Linked DNA regions of Sus scrofa: region 1 is linked to region 2. The links are chromatin contacts, called in public promoter capture Hi-C maps. All regions are on one chromosome and are shown on one strand. The core of a region is the stretch at or near the end of the contact, and the rest is flanking DNA. Distances in the headings are between cores, read along the strand shown.

Region 1 (5,224 bases), core at 527-3,026, 1.1 Mb after region 2:
TATTATATACACAAAATATTATGAACTTGTATGAATTACAAATAATTTTTCCTAGACACAGAATAGGTTGAACACATAAATGGGATAAAGAAAGCAGGAGTAACTTCTCTGCTCCAAGGACAGACATTCTTAGAATTAGACCTGCCCAAAAAGGAACTACCTATTTCAGAGTCCAGAGATACCTACCCATCCCTGTAGGGCCCAGCTGATGCTCTGTCAGGGTGAATGTCACCAGTGATGAGATGAGATTTTTGTCTTGCCTGAATTGAACCAGAAGTGGATAAATTCGGGTTCAATTATGAGATTCTATGACTGATGAAGTGATTCATAAGTGTATGAATAATAGAAATGTGACAGGTATAAAATGATAGGGATATAACGTATTAATGAGACATTAGGAATTAAAAGGGATGCAGCACATTATAAAGGGAGTGATGTGTGGTGGAAAAACTGGTTCTTGTTCTTTCAAATATCTTGTTTTGCCCACAACATTTAAGGCTATGATCTGAAACCGAAATTTCAGAACCCTGGAACTCAAAAGCCTTGGCTGTATAAGTCTAAAATCAAAACGACTGTTTTGTTATCAGTTATTTGTGGTGTCATCTATTCTCCGAGGCGGGAGGAGTAGGATGCCCTGGCCGCGGGATGGCACACAGAGAAGTGGTGTATGTGTTGTGGTTGGGGTTGGAGGGAAAGGTCCTCCATTAATATCTCAAAATATTTTTCTGCTACAATAATACGGTGAGTATGACGAGTGGGTTTGAAAGTCTTAAAAAAAAATGGTCGGCACTCATGAAAATGATGCGAATTCCTGACTTAATAAATTCAATGGTCAGAAGTCTTCTAAATTAACGTCGTCCTCCACCAAATAACAGCCAGTTTTGCTTTTCCGGACCGCTTCTTAGCGTCAATGACTTAGGCTCACTTAGCTAACGCTTATTTGTCCTTTGAGGGCTAGTGACTTGGCCCCTGAACCAGCCGCTTGCCAGACTGAGCCCAAAGCGTGGCCCTTGGTTTCCTGCCTGAGTTCTGGGGCGCGCGTAAGTGTATCACCGACAATGAAGCATTCGAAGCCTTTAGAATAGCCCATCTGTGATGAAGAAAGAAGTGTGTTGACTCTGGAAAAGAAGTGCATTTCGAAAAAGGGGAGAGGATGGATTGTTGTACAAGAAAGAATTTGTTCCTCACCAGAGGGTTTGCTGTAAATGAAGATGCGTCGATTCTTTATCCAGGTTCTAGCTGTAGGAAACAGCAAGAGAAGTCTCAGTCGAAGTTCAGCGAGGACTCAGCTCCTGCAGAAAGCCGTTCCGAGGCGTGCGCGACAAACAGGAGATCCCGACGAGTAGCGTGGGGCGCAAGGGAAGAGCTGACTCTCCTACTCCTTGCAGCGGGACACAAGCTGCCCCAACTGCTTTTCCCCTTCTCGGTTCTTCGGAAAACACTTCGCGTGCTTTGTTTCAGACGCGGACCCATCTTTCTCGGTTGGTCTGGGCTCCACCAATCCCACCCGCCACAGGGCGGGGCTTCAGGGTCAAGGTGGGCCAATTCCCCAGCCTCGCCTTTACACGCGCTTTCGGACCCCCGGGGCTGAGTGACAGCGGCCGGGTCCAACCTGCTATTCCAGAGCATGGCCTCCACCAGGGGCGTTACGGGGACGAGGCGCCGGGACCAATCGCATTGGAGCTCAGGGGGCGGGGCCTCTTTGCCAGCTCTAGACCGGCGCTCTCCGCACTCCTTTTGTCAAATGAGAGCGGAGGAGGGGCGGTCCCTCAGCTGATGTTCAGCCTATGGAGGAGGCGAGGTGGGCGGGCCGGGAGTGCCTGGCGGCGGGTCCTCAGCTCCTAGCCGAGGTGCGGCGAGCCGGTGGGGGGACCGCGAGGCGAGCGCGGGAGCCGGGGCGGCGAGCGGGGTGTGAGCTGCCCGAAAATGCACTCGGATGCCGCCGCTGTCAGTGAGTAACAGAGAGCGAGCCGGCCGGGGCCGGGCGGCTGCTAACACTCTCCGCTAGTCTCCCGCAGTCCCCGCCCCGTGCCTCCTGTCCCGAAACCAGCCGGGAGCCCCTGCCCGGGAGCCACCCCTTCCCCTCCCGGGGCCGGGGCGGGCGGTGACGCTGCGGGCGGCGCGGGGCGGGGGCAGGCGTGGGGGGAAGGGGCCGGCCTGCCGGGGGAGGGCGGAGGTGAGGGGGTGGGGACTGGCTCCATTACAGTGTTGGGGGAAGGGGGGGCGGGACGTGCGATGAAGGGCCGGGACCAGAGTGTCCGGGGTGAATGGAGGTGGAGGCGGCGGCGGGCGCTAGCGAGCAGGGCTGGGGGTTGGTACCGGCGGGGGCAGAGGGGGAGGGAGCGAGCGAGAGAGCGGGGCGCAGGGGTGAGGATTTCCTAGGAGCTGAGCGGTGCGGGCGGCTGTGAGAAAGGCGGGTGAGTGCTAGGGGAGCGCGGGGCGGGGACAATGGGAAGAAGGGCTGGATGGCAGGGGTGGGGGGGGAAACAATGGGGTGGGGGATTGGGGGCAGCGGCCGAGCGGGGCAAGAGGGCGGGCTAGCAAATGAGAGCTGATGTAATGGGAAAGCGAGATGGTGGGAGGGATTGGGGTGTGATGGGATAGTTGGGGAGTCCAGCGGGCGGGAGGGCCATAGGAAGCGTGGAGGGGTAATTGGGAGTGGTGAGAGGGGGGCAAACGTTGGGATAATAGGATGGAGCAGGTGTTGGGAAGATAGGGTAATTGAGAGTAAGAGAGGAAGGAGGTGGGGAGGGTTTGGGGTGACCGGATGGGGGCAGGGGTAGCGGAGGTGCAGTGGGGGTGAAGAGCTACTTGGGAGGGGCCGGGGCAGGGAGAAGACTATCTTGTCCAGATTCGGTCCGCGCGGGGCTGAAGGGGAAGATGTGAGACTCCGTGACTGGGGGAGGTGTATCCTCCCCCAGATTATGGGCAGGGTACCTTGAGGGGGAGCCCTAAGCTTCGGGATGCGAGGAGAGGAGGGGGCGGGGCGGAGGGGGCGGGGGAGGTGCGCTGGCCGCGGTTCCCCCGGAGCGGCGGGAAGCGAGGTCAGCGCTGGCGCGGGCTCTGCCTGCGGAACTGGGAGGCGGGGCAGAGGCGCGCGCTGCGGGCTTTCCGCGGCTGGACCCGGAGGGGTCGGACCCTGAAGGCCAGGGGCGGTATGTGGGTGGTGGTGGTAGGGTCCCTGGCGGTCCGTGGATTTGGCAGTCTGTGACGCAGTTGTCTAATTTCTGGTCGTCAGGTGTGGAGGCTGGTGCCCCGGGACCCGGTTCCTTGTCAGGAGAGTCGGACCACAGGCCCAGCGCAGCGCCCTAGGGGCGCGACCTCTCCCAGGCGTGGAGGGAGGGCGCTTTAGGGGTTTCCTTTAGGGTCTGGCTCCAGTCGCCGGGTGTGAAGGGGAAGGCAGTCCCGCAGAATTCTGGGACTTGTAGTCCGGGCCGCGGTTGGATTGGGTGCACGTGGGTAACTGTGGAAACGAGTCCCAGAATGCAGCTCGGCCCTCGGAGCCTTCCAGCTCTGTTAACTGGTGCCTTATTCCCGGCGGATCCGAGCGCGCTCTGAGGAGGCGCTCCTGTTCCCTGGGGCTTTCTCCCTGTGTCAGCGGGTGGGGGAGAATCAAGCCAAGCTCAGCCCTTTCACACTTGGGCTCTACATTCCCCCCTCACACCCCAAGTTGGTTATTTCCCCCTGCATTTGGTGGCCTTACTTGCAGAATAAATGCTTATCTTGAACCATCTAGTACGTAAGTTATGGAAAAACATGCAAGATGCAACACAGTCAAAAGGATGGTGTGTGTTTGTAGCATCTCATGTATGTAAACACTAGGTTAAAAGGTTCAGTCTTTTATAAATCTGAGAAAGCAGTGGAGACCCGTGTAAACCTTGTGGAGGTAGTTTAAATTATGTGTTTGTAGTTCTTGAGCCGTTTGCATTGCCGAAGGATAAGGGAACTTTTTGAAAAAAGATGGTCTTGAAATGAGTGTTGGAGGTGGATTAATAGAATTGAGAGTGGACTTAAAACCGTTCATTTAAACCAGCGTGAAAATGTGAAAATGAATGAAGGGAATATATGATGTTCTCAGTTTTCAAAGAAGCATGGGAAGCAGATGAGATTAGAGGAAGGTAAACTCAGTGGAGGACCTTAAGTTTTCGTGTGTTTTTGTTCTTTGATATTAGAACCAATCCTGTCACTCTGTAGACTCTCAAGACATTATTGCATCCTTTGCCAGTTCCCTTTACCATTTGTATGCCATGACTCCAAAATCTATAAGCAGATGCCATCAGATTAGCTCAGAGATGACAAGACTATTTTTATGTGATGTATTAGGTATGAAACTACTGGTAGCATGGTCACTAGAAGAGTATTATAATGACCCTAATGATAAAAATTTTACCAAGAAGTCCAAAGATTTGGAAACTATCTAGTATGGTTACAAATATACTGAACTTGAGTACTTGATTGAATGATCATTCTTTTCATAATGGCTGAAAAATTGGGCAATGTGTGGTTTTATCAGGAAAAGATTTACATCTATCTTATATTTTACTTAAGCTTTTGGTGGAATATCCAGGACACTCTTTGCGGTATGTGAATATGTAACATGATCATGTTTTTTTGTTTTTTGTTTTTTGTTTTCTTTCTGATGTGTGTTTATCACTGAAATTTGTCCCTGGAAAAGGTGAATTACTGAGATTGAAAGCAAGACAGCCAGACGGTGTTTTTGTTTTTTGTTTTTTTGGCTGCGCCTGCAGTATGTAGAAGTTCCTGGGCTGGGATGGAACCTGTGCCGCATCAGTGACAATGCGGAATCCTTAATCTGCTAAGCCACCAGGGTACCCCCAAGATGGTGTTTTTAAAGAAAATATTAAGTTAGTCATTTCTTTCCATTTTCTTTTCTTTTTTTGCAGTTTCAACCCAAAGGGCAGACATACACACACACACCCCCCATTCCCTCTCCCCCAGCCCCCAAACCCTTGGTCTTATACATTATCACCTTATACTTTCTGCTTTGGTTTTTTGGTTCCTGTTCAAATTTTGGCCTCTGGAAGGTTCTTTATTTTCTTATGAGCTTAGCTATGCTTTTAAACAGATGTTTCTTAAGCTTTACCCAGAATTTTTTGACTATTTTAAACAGGCGGTCCCAACTTCTTGATGGATGGTTTGATTTTATGATAGTACTAAAGTGACATGCATTTGATAAAAACTGTGCATCGTGGTGCAGCGGAAG
Region 2 (5,204 bases), core at 1,995-4,494:
TGTTGCCATGAGCTGTGGTGTAGGTCGCAGACTCAGTTCGGATCTGGAGTTGCTGTGCCTGGGGAACAGGCTGGCAGCTGCAGCTCTGATTCGACCCCTAGCCTGTGAACCTCCATATGCCACAGGTGTGGCCCTAAAAAAGAAGGGAAAAAAATGTGGTCACAAAACATAATTATTTAACAATAATTTAAAATGTTACTAACATGGAAGATGTACTTCTTACAACAATTTCATCCCCAAAAGAAATGTTAAATAAATTTGGGAGCAGTTCTTCTACTATTCTCTCTGGCCATGACTTTACTTTTTTTTTTTTTTTTTTTTTTTTTGGCTTTTCTAGGGCTACTTCCTGTGGCATATGGTGGTTCCCAGGCTAGGGGTCTAATTGGAGCTGTAGCCACCAGCCCACACCAGAGCCACAGCAACGCAGGATCCGAGCCGCGTCTTCAACCTACACCACAGCTCTCGGCAACGCCGGGTCCTTAAACCACTGAGCAAGGCCAGGGATGGAACCTGCAACCTCATGGTTCCAAGTTGGATTCGTTAACCACTGTGCCACGATGGGAACTCCACCTGTACTTCTTATACTTATTTTGTTACATGGTTAAATAATAATGCAAAAAGAATTAGATTACTTCATAGCACATTCTCAATGAGGCTTCACAGTCCTCAAGACCAAGGACTAATGCTTGAGAATTTTCTTCAAGCATTAAGTGTTAATAAACTCTTCTGGACAGCAACCATAGTACAAGAAAGGAGCCACAAACATCCTACATTGATCTTAATTCATTAGAGCCCATAATAATGCCACTTTATGCCTAAAACTGATGAACCTCTACTAATATAAACTTTCTTATTTTAGGTGGCATATTTGTACTTAATGACGTTTTATCTGTTAGTTCCCTCATGAAATGTTTATCCTTTTCTTGTTGCTGAGACTACTCAGTACTCCAAGTAAAATTGGAGGAAAATGTACAGGGCCTACACAGGACTGAGTACTAGAAGAAAAGTAATTGCTGTAGGATATATGACTCAAAATTTCATGTACAATATGATAAATATCATTATGAGAAAGAGCTCTTAAGAATACATTTTTAAAAGGCTGAATTAGACATAATAATAAAAAAAAAAAATCCACAACCTGATTAATAGACCCACATAAGATCATCTCAAAGAAAGTTGACAAAGCAACCTCCCCATATATTATTTCTTTCACTCAAATCTCAATTATCCAGCTCAAGAAGGCCTGCTTTCCTACTCACCAGAAAATCCAAGAAAGTCTACCAAAACTGTTCACACTGCCCCCCCACCTCACCACCACCACTCCCCAAAATTCACTAACAAAGGGAATACCACCTAACTTTATCTTAGAACACACCCAGGGGAGTTCCTATCATGGCGCAGCGGAAACGAATCCGACTAGGTTTTCGGGTTGCAGGTTCAATCCCTGGCCTCGGTCAGTGGGTTAAGGATCCAGCGTTGCTGTGAGCTGTGGTATAGGTCGCAGACAAGGCTCGGATCTGGCGTTGCTGTGGCTCTGGCGTAGGCCGGCAGGTATAGCTCTGATTAGATCCCTACCCTGGGAACTTCCATATGCCGCGGGTGTGGCCCTAAAAAGACAAAACAAAACAAACAAAAAAGAAAACATTCAGAAGTTTAATCTGCTCCTCTCCTCCCAAAAATATATTCCGAGCACAGCAATACAATGATTTCAGGGCTTATTTCCCTTAGCCTCCTACACTCTTCCATTAGTGTGGACAATTGAGAGTTAAGTGTGTGCTCTCAGGCTCCACCAAAACACTGCTTTGGATGAAGGATACTGACAAGCAGGAGGAGGCCACACCAGACATACCCAGAAAAGGACACAAAATTTGTGACGAGGAACCACAGTCGAAAGTACCACAAACTCAAGTGCTTACAGGACAAAGACAATTAAAGTTACTAAACTAAGGCAATCAAATCAAGATGGCAAATGACACGTGGCCCCAGAAGTAGGAGACCCAATGAGAAGTGGAAAGCCTAAACCCATTCTAAATGGGATTTCTTCGATGTAGCCTAGCTGGCTGTTCCCACGCGACAGCCACAAAGTTTCATTTTCCAAGAAAAGTAGATGATAACCAGACTGTTATGAGATTTTTAAAAAGAAAAGAAAAAACAAAAATACTACTGGCAACCAATTCAGATTTAATTCACTGTGTCAACCAAACCAAACCAAACCAAACCAAACTAAAGGCTAAATCAGATTCCTCCCCTCGGGGGGTGGGGGGGGGCACAATTTGCAACTTTTGGTCTAGACACTTAGCAGGCAAAAAGAGTGAAAAGAATACTGGATGGGGAAATAACAAATATTCCTATCACTTAAAATGATGAAAAAAGTCTGATGGGAATCAGCCTAGAATGAGCAGCTTCCTGAAAGGTTTGAGAAATGAGGCTAACAATAAACTCCGGAAGAAGAAAAGAAATGAATGGGGCAGAGGCAGTTCTGACTATCAAATGTCTTAGCAGGCATCCAAGTGAGCCCCCCGACAAGTTCCATTCTCACCACTGGCTACGGAAGTCTGCGGCGCTTCAGATCCCCAGGGGCTGCGTCGGGCTGAGCTACCTGCAGCCGAAGCGGTCGCGGCTCCTCCCGGGCTGGGGCCAGGACCAGTAGCGCCCACCGACCCCTTCTCTCGCCCTCCTCCGGCGCCGCGGAGATGGACTCCATTTCCCGAGGAGGGGGCCGCAGTGGCCCGTCCACGGGCTCGGCCTCGGCCACCGGCCACCTGGCGCCAGGAAGCTTCCATCCCTGCAGGAGTGGGGAGGGGGGGAAAGAGTGGAAGGAGCGTGAGCGCGGTGGTGTTTAGACGGGGAAAGGAGAGAGCGGGGGGAGCCGCTGTACCGGGCAGAATGAGGAGGGTCTCCGCAGGGCAGGGACCGGGTCGCGGCCCTGTCTCTCCCAGAGGGCGAGTCCCCGCTAAGCCCGGGCTCTGGAGATGGATCGAAGAGAGAGAGAACTAGGCAGAGAAATGGACTGCGAGGCAAGGAGCATCCAGCGCCGGAGAAGGAGAGCCGTAGAGGGGGAAAGCGCCTCCTCAGCCTCAGGGGTAGCGGGGTGACAGCAAAACTGCGGACAGACCCCGCGGGTCCCTCCAGGAACCAACTGTGGTAGCAAACCCGTTGAAACGCTACGTCTCCTTACCGACGGCGCCCGCCTCCAGCGACTACAACTCCCAGAAGCCCCAGCCCAGGGCTCTCAGAACGCGTGGCATCACAGGCCGCTTCCTCATCCGGGACTGTGTCTGTGTGTTGAGGCAGAGTGGAGGCTGGGGGCGGGGTTGGGGTGGGGGTGGGGTGGCAGAAAAGTCCTCTGAGAACCCGCGAGGACTGAATCGGATCGTCAGAAACTACAATTCCCGGTGTGCTCCGGGGCTCGGGAGAGGTGGGCGCCACAGAGAGAGCGCAAGGTGGGGAAGTGGGCGGGCCCTGAGGCTTTTGGGATGCTTGAAGATTCTGCTGCTTTCCCGCAACTGCCCTAAACCCAGCAGGGTATCGGGAACATGTCCCAGGGGCCGATAATTGACTGTCCGCCATCTTTAGCCTTGTTTTCTGGCTTTCTGCTGGCAGGGAATTTTTCTCACTGACGGGAAAGGCGTTTACTATGAAAACACTTTGGGGTCGGGGAAGATGGAGGAAAAGCTGAGAGAGAGAAAGTGTTTGGAGTGGAGAAAGCGCCTTTCTGAGGTGCTAAAGCAATGGAGAGGATAAAGCTAATGGTATTATTATCATAGTCCTTAATAGTTTACAGTATGCTTCTCTGGAAGCAAGCTGACTTTATTTTCAGGACAGCTCTGTAAAGTATACTTAATTAAGGAAAGTAGTTGAGAGCCAGGTGTGATCCTAATTCTTCTGACTTCACTGTTTCCAATAAGATATAGAAAAAGAGCAATTTCAAAAATTCGGAGGCCTGTCTTTGAGAAATATACTGATTGCTGTTTGGGACTATAGGATTCTTTACAACCCTTCAATTTAACTAATTCCTGTACTTTAATAATAAATAACTAATATTTATATAGCAAGTATTAAGTGCCAGGTGCTATTTTAAAGTGTTTTACATATATATGTCTATGGATAGTGCGGTACTCGGAGTCATCTTATTAGTCCCATCTTACATTAAGAATAGTGAGGCACAGAGAGGTTAAGTAACTTGCCCTTTATATAACTAGTTATTGTTATCAATCCCATTTTTTTTTAATTACAAAATAAAGACAAAATTTTCTTATTCAGCATCCTGGCATGCAACTAAGTCGTATGACTCTTGACTTACACTTTTGAACACACCATGCCGTTAGGTGATAACTGTACAAAAAGAAACACAAGGCTGCAAGACAAGAATAGCCGGAGAAACTGTTACAATATAACTTGTATCTTCACTGTTTCTTACCCCATCCCGAAACTTTGCTAAAAATAGAATGTGCTAAAAATAGAAATTACCCCTTTACCTGTATAACAAGCTGTTGCCTAAGCTGGGGGAGCCTGAGCTCTCTTTGCTCAGAGCTCTCAGCCACTCTGTTGGTTGGTAAGCCCGCTTGAGCTCTCAGCGCTCCAGTTTCTCCCTCCTCTTTCCCTCGCGGTTTCTAACCCATGCTATATGATTACTATGAAAAAATATTTAATTTTTACCTAGAAATTCCAGTTACTTTTAGAAGACCTAATTGGGCCAAAGGCTCACATGATCAGAATTTTCCCCTGCCATATTATACAATGAAAATTGATAATCATAGTAATTACTGTGGAATCAAAAAGAATGTTATGTGCTCTCTGAAAGAGCAAACATTTATTTTAATATCATAATAAAGTTTAGCAGTGGCGAGCTGGTGTGTATCATAATGTTAAAGCATATATACAGTGAGAACACATTTCAACAGCTGCCATTGCTGTTATTTTCACTTTGAAATTTCAGATAAAAATTGAGAAAAGCAAGAGTTCTTCGTGTTTATCCAAAGGGAACATGAGAAATATGTTAAAATGATAAAGCTATGATTACACTCCAGTCCATATACCTAAAGTAAATGAGTGCATAGCTCCACAAAAACTCATGATTATAGCAGTTTTATTCATAATAGCTAAAAACGAGGAACAACCCTCAGGTCTATCATCAGGAGAACAGAAAAATAAATTGTGATATATTCACATAATGGGATGTTATGCCAAAAAGAATGCTGATA

Evidence for each region. Promoter capture Hi-C pulls out the DNA fragments that hold promoters and counts their contacts.
Region 1: a contact with region 2 is called in a promoter capture Hi-C map of liver, with 4 times the contacts expected there. The contact joins the promoter of DCUN1D4 here to the promoter of NFXL1 in region 2. A contact is called at or near these places in 1 of 5 promoter capture datasets (liver) and 1 of 47 Hi-C or Micro-C datasets (heart right ventricle).

Annotation. Positions count from the first base shown.
Region 1 is chr8:38,980,909-38,986,132 of Sscrofa11.1, forward strand. It overlaps DCUN1D4 (DCN1-like protein 4), which reads left to right and starts at 1,777. Exons shown (of 11, transcript XM_005666642.3): 1 at 1,777-1,951. The coding sequence starts at 1,927. It overlaps LOC102159502 (a long non-coding RNA gene), which reads right to left and starts at 1,701. Exons shown (of 4, transcript XR_304839.3): 1 at 1,189-1,701.
Region 2 is chr8:37,872,338-37,877,541 of Sscrofa11.1, forward strand. It overlaps NFXL1 (NF-X1-type zinc finger protein NFXL1), which reads right to left and starts at 3,245. Exons shown (of 23, transcript XM_021100578.1): 1 at 3,179-3,245; 2 at 2,540-2,785. The coding sequence starts at 2,783.